Linked DNA regions of Zea mays: region 2 is linked to region 1. A link is a contact called in public Hi-C data. All regions are on one chromosome and are shown on one strand. Each heading gives the region's core, a stretch centred on a gene start, on an enhancer-like site or on the middle of the called end of the contact. The rest is flanking DNA. Distances are from core to core; before and after follow the strand shown. Region 1 holds the start of LOC103626911 (F-box protein At3g58530-like). Region 2 has its middle 110 kb from the start of LOC103626915.

Region 1 (3,114 bases), core at 301-2,800:
AGGGTATCCTCGGACGACGGACCGATCGACGACGCACTCGAAGCAGATGAGGAAGAAGACATTGCTACATATCGTCGGCGGCGGCGTGCGGTCTGCTTGACACGGGCCAGATTTCTGAAGCAGGAGGGCAGACGAGCGGGTTGAGAAAGTTAGGATTTCTACGATGCATGCAACGGGTAAAAGATAGTCTCGACCGCGCCGCCCCCTTTTATAGACAGGACGCGACGCTTCGGGAAGCCCTTAGTCCAACAGTAACACATCCATCAACTGTCACATTTCAAAAAAAACCCGCGGGACCACTTCGAGCGAGGGCAGCGTCTCCACCATCTAGCGACATCTTCGGCACCAGATGACTTCGTCGAACTGGCTCCTCGGAGGGCAAATGTTGGGGCGTAGGCGAACACGCTACCCTTCGCTCCATGCCTTCGTGACGAAGACCACATCCACAGAGCGCGCCCGAGCAAGCTGGAGGCGTCGATCGGAGGAAGATCGACGCGGTCCCCTTTCGTCCTCTACAAGGCAAGACAAAGGCTCTATCGAAGTCTACTAGTCCCACGCCCTCACCGTGCGGGGAGGCCCAGGTGGGATTTGGCCCACTGTAACGGGCCCCGCGTGGATAAGTGTATTATGGGCCGCGTCTATAATAGCCTTTCCTGTAATGACAGTATGTAACCTCCTCCTGTGGGAATATTCTAGGGACAGACAGGGTACTCGAGGGCATAAACGTCTTTGACAATTGACGGGTGGCCGCTCGAGTACCTATAAATACCCCCGTATAGTGCCCGTGAGAGGCCAGACCAACATAGCTTTTGCCATCCCGCATTAAACTTTGCTTGCGCTCGTTCCACTCCCCCGTTGGATCAACTTGCCCAGGAGAGCAAGTTCCAACACTCGCCCCTACTCTCTCTCACTCTCCTCGCTGTTTGAGCCACCGCCGCCGTCGCTGGAGTTCGCCACACCGTCGCCGGAGCCCGTGGAGCTCGCCGGAGCTACGCACCCGTCGTACCGGAGCTACGCATCCGTCGTACCGGAGCTACTCTTGTGGTTTTTATTATGTCAATATTGGAACGGTGAGAGGCTCCAACTTGTGGAGATTCCTCACAAAAGGGAAACATCTACTAAGGAAGAAAACCGTGGTATTCAAGTGGATCATTGGATCGCTTGAAACGGATCGAGTGCAACCCTCGTCCATTGGGACGCCACAACGTGAAAGTAGGCAAGTGTCCTACTTGGCCGAACCACATGATAAAAATCGCTGTGTCACCTGTTATTATTCTTGTGTGATTCTCTCTACTTCTATTCACTTGATAATTTCTCTAAATTTAATACTCACTTTGTGAAGAGCAATTAAGTAAAGAAGTCACATCTTTCTCTTTAGACATAGCACATTGATTTTGATTTCACTAACATTTCATAAACCAAGTTTGTGTTATTTAGTTTTAATTTTTATAGGTATTCACCCCTTTAGGTGCTCTCATAAATACTATTCTATGGTTTTGCAATAGAACTGTAAAAATACGTGGCTACCAATACTCGAACAGGGCCTAATGTGTAGGCATGGCACTAGGTTGGATTTGGGCCTAAACAGGCTTTGGTGGGACATCCACATCCTTGTCCGCGGCGAAACAAAATTTCCCACAGCGAGCGAGGTTCCCCTCCCGACTCGGTGATGGCGGCGCCGGCGGCGGACGAGGCATGGTGCCGGAAGACGGTGCCACGGGTGATGGAACTGGTGTGTCGGCGCCTTCCGCAGCGGGACGCATGCGCGCTGCTTGCTGTCAGTCCCTGGTGCTACCGTGCCCTCGTTGCTAACTCCAGGCTCTGGGAGGTGCGCATCGCTTGACAATCCCTAACTTCCGGTTCTGCTTCTGTTACCAGTTTTAGCTGGTTTAATTGGAATCGTTGCTGTCGATGTTTAAGCCCTCACTCACCTTAGCTTTGGCCGAAGATTATTTTTTTTAACACGAGGCCAACCTCTATTCCATTAACGGCTCATTTGGATCCTTGGAATTGAATTCCATTCTAATAACATCCCGTTTGGATCTTTAGAATCGAATTCCATTCTAATAATAATAATTTAGGCACATATCAATTAAGCTAATTTGGTTTTATACTAAATATATTTATATACTATTATTAGCAAGATGTCGGATATATTTATGTGCTATATTTTTACTATAAAGGAGTGAGTCAATAAAGGAGTAAGTCAAAGAGTGTCCTATAAGTTGTAGAGTAGAAACAAATTCTACTGAGACATAAAATCATTTCGCATCTTCCACCCATGAATTTGAGATAGGCTTATATCTGAACTTTAGAAAGTGGTGGGATATTAAATTTCAAGCTAAAAAGGTTACTTTATTAAGTAAATTCCAATTCCTCTAAAATGAATAAATCCAAACGCCCCGTAATAGTAATTTAGGCAAAGTTCAATTAAAATAATATGGTTTACTTTTATGTGAAATATATTAGCAATATAAGGGAGATGTTTACGTGCTACATTTCTACTGTATAGGAGTGAGCATAAGAGCGTTTTATAAGTTATAGAGTAGAAACATATTTCGTTGATGCATAAAATCATTTCCCATATTTTACCCCATTAATTTAAGATAAGTTTATATCTTAGCTTTGAAAAGTGGTGGAAAGTCAAATTCTAAGCGATTACTTTATTAAGTAAATTTTAATTCCTTCAAAATGAATAAATCCAAACGGCCCGTAACAGAAAACGGAAATTCAGAAATATTCAGGTTTAGAGACAGAAAACAGAAGCAAGCCATACAGAGTGTCCCTGAGCAGCTAGAGATCTGCCTCAGACAACTAGCTACACAAGAAAAAAGCCTGCAACAAGTGAGAGAAGTTTGATATGCTTAACCGACTGCTACACCTGAGCAACAAAGCACCCAAAAGGCCAAAAGTGTGTTCTGTTACAAGAAGAGCAAGATAAGAGAAAGCATCAGCCACACTAGCGATTCCCAAAGAGAGAGATCTTGATGAAGTTCCGAACCGCCAGTCACTATTCTTCATCCCTTTCAGCAACATCCTCCAACTGCATTACGTGATCTGCTTGACTTGACTCCATCAATAGCCTTGTAGAAACACCCAACATCGTGTCCACAT
Region 2 (3,114 bases), core at 377-2,876, 660 kb before region 1:
GACTCTTTTTGCAGAAAAGCTTACTATTAGTGGGGTCCTTAGGCCATGTTTTGGTTGTCAAGTTAAGTTACTTCCTTAATCTAGATTTGCCTGACCTAGATAAATCAGTTGTCCTGAACTAGTTTTCTTTTATTAAACTTTATTTTACTTGTGATTATAGGTTGTTATACTACAATAATGATCACCTGGCTGAGTCTCCATAACTGAGGAGCAATGACGATTCGAACCAATTACACCTAGCTAGGCATCCATAACTACACGACATATGTAGCACCTAACCCTTGCATGTGTCAAGCATTCCCACAAATCCTCCACTACATGAACATGTCCGCACTACCTAGGTGCACATTACCCTACCAACCAGCCCTTTGCAGGAGGGTACCTGCTACTCCCACCATCTCCCACGCCCAGTGCGTGATTGTCTTTTCACGTATGAAATAGTTTGTTTCAGGCTTACATGAACATGTGGCTAGTTGCAAAGTCTCAAACACAACATGCCAATCAATGGAACGGTCCTTAATCCACTCAGATGGAGACACTACACCTAGACTCCATTCCGGTGCAAGTCCACCGCCCGGTCTCAAGTTTTAAACATTCTTTATTTTAAAAACTAGGTACCAGATAGAGGTACCATGCTTGGATGATTAATTCATCAAGGCCTTAGATGCCTTCATCATTCCAAGCCCTTTTTTTACAAAAAACATTATCTAGAGATCAAAATCATTTTCAAGTCCTACTAGATAAGTAGGGCTAATCATGACTAGCTTTTATAAAACAGGTGACAAGGTATGGTAATCAATCTTTCAAGGATGGTAATGCATCAAGTGTTTAATCAATCATCATATCACCTAATGCATCATATAAGGTGATAATTTTTTGTAAATACAAGTGACGAATGCACCGGGGCTTGCCTTTCACAGGAGGAGATTCAAGATTTTCTACCACGATAACCAGTTAGAAAGAACCCAGCCACTGGACAAACAAGCACTGGAGCCAACTTCTCTTCAAAAACCACTTCTTCTTGGTGCTCTACATGACATGTTATGATCATGAATGCTTGTGCTATATCATGAAAATGCAACTTGCAAAGAAGATAACCAAAAGCACTACTAAACTACACCTACAAGCTAGAAATAGCAATGGACTAGAGCACACTTAAACTACACCCAAAGACCAGATACACTTGATAAACTAGCCTCTTCTACAAAAGACTAATCTATACTTAAATTAAGGAATAAACTTTTCTATTTTAGAAAACACTAGGTTCTCTGAGAAAAAAGACCTCCAAAAAGGCTCAGATTTTAACTAGAGGTTAAAAGGAACATATTAAGTTTATCCAGGAATTTCCATAATTTTTGGAGCTCAAAATTTATTGTTAACTTTCAAATATGCTTAAAAGTGGCACTTTTAAATAATTCAGAATTTACTTATTGCTACAAAAATTCTAAAATTATTTTTACCATGAACTTATAAAAAATATTTTTCGCGAATTTTCTATTTTTCTACGATTTTAGACAGAATTTACAAGCTGTCAACTAAAAGAGAAAGGCAAAATAGTCAACAGTGACTGGGCCAAAAACCGCTGGCACGGTCCGTGCACCAGACAAAGCTAGCCCGTGGCCCATGCCCAGCTTGCGCACTTTTCGCAAAGGACCTTGCCGCCAAGAACAAATGAATAAAATCCCTAGCCACTGTTGGCTTGTTTCTCTAAGAAGAGCATCTAATACCCTCAGTTCTTACTCTTTTTCTTTTACAACGACTCGTCCCCGATTCCCGTCGGCAACTCTGGCGAACAGAGAACCAAGAACGCGGCGGCGCAGACTTCAGGCACTCCCAAACCACCACTAAAACGTGTCCTTGGCTGGCGTGAATTGGTCACAAGGTTTCAACACGATCACCAAGCACAATCCTTCTCTGGCCACGATAACGATGGAGCTCTCGGCTCGGCAAGCCCGTTCCCAGGGTAGCAACACGGTAGAACTCGAACTAAGGACGCGAGGAGTACCAGTGACCTACCTAGACCACGGTTCACGGCACCGCTCTGCGACGTCGCAACCACGTTCTAGAGAACTCACAGCAGTAGAGTTAGAACGGCCAGCTCGGTAAGCTTCACCATCGATAATAGATGCTAGAACACTAAAAACGTGAAACAACATCACACTAGCCTGACCACGGTGAGGATGAAACGTCAACGCGTGATCACCAGACACAGAGAAAACGCCACGCGAAGAATGGGAGCAGATCAACCAGTGTGACTGGGGGGGGTTTAACACCGACATGAACACAAGAACTACAACACTCACACGATGAACTTTGGCTAGAACTCAAGGACAAGGAAAAGGTTCTACTGAACCAAGTCTCGAAGCAAACATGATAAGAAGGCAGGGGCAGGCGTCACTGAGCTCATCCAGTCCACGGTGGAAAAGACTCCAAGGACGCCAGCACTGCATAAGCTCACACACGTGGCTTCCAAACACCAACACCATGCATGATCACATGCATAGCAAGGCACTGAACTTTGTTCAGTAACACAGACAGGGAAATGAGCAGATAAGACCTCCACTGTGGATAAGCACTAATAGGTTCAAAACTTGATATTTTCTGCAGGGGGGTGAGGCCTCTAGAACCTTAGTTACCCACCCCAACCTTTTCTCAACTCAAGAACACAAGTGAAACCAGCAGGAAGGGGAAGATCTTCAGAACCTAACCCAAACACTGAATCAACTGCATCAGCCATCACTACCACATCGCACACTTCCCTGTTCAGTCCCTTTGATCTCACAATTTCACAAGGCAACAGACCAATCTTCCTTAACAAAAGTTATTCCCTAAACATAGCTCTACCAATTTTTTATAGCACCTCAAAGTTTAAAACACTCAGAACAAGAGTTATTGTGCAGCAAAGTAGAGTGAAAACACTAAAGAGTTCAGGTTCAGATACTGAAACAGCACTAACACCTCACCTGACAGATAGGATTGCATCACCCTCTTCTCCGAATTTTACACAGCAGACAGACCAACCCTTCTCATGAAACTTGTTGACCTTTAGATGTTCTTTCACTTTGCTATAAAATCATTAGTCCAAAACCTCATGAATTGGTCACAAAAGAGCTC

The links. A called contact is a pair of places that touch in the nucleus more often than the background predicts.
Region 2: a contact with region 1 is called in a Hi-C map of leaf, with 2.7 times the contacts expected there. The contact joins the enhancer-like site here to the promoter of LOC103626911 in region 1. A contact is called at or near these places in 2 of 25 Hi-C or Micro-C datasets (ear and leaf).

Annotation. Positions count from the first base shown.
Region 1 is chr5:135,110,485-135,113,598 of Zm-B73-REFERENCE-NAM-5.0, reverse strand. It overlaps LOC103626911 (F-box protein At3g58530-like), which reads left to right and starts at 1,550. Exons shown (of 12, transcript NM_001301565.1): 1 at 1,550-1,828. The coding sequence starts at 1,670.
Region 2 is chr5:135,769,838-135,772,951 of Zm-B73-REFERENCE-NAM-5.0, reverse strand. No RefSeq gene overlaps it. Among protein-coding and RNA genes, the nearest start is that of LOC103626915, 110 kb to the left of the region's middle. Within about 2 kb of position 1,626, at least 4 of the 20 cell types and tissues checked have an H3K27ac peak or open chromatin away from gene starts, as enhancers often do. A contact at or near this core is called in leaf, where this site is marked.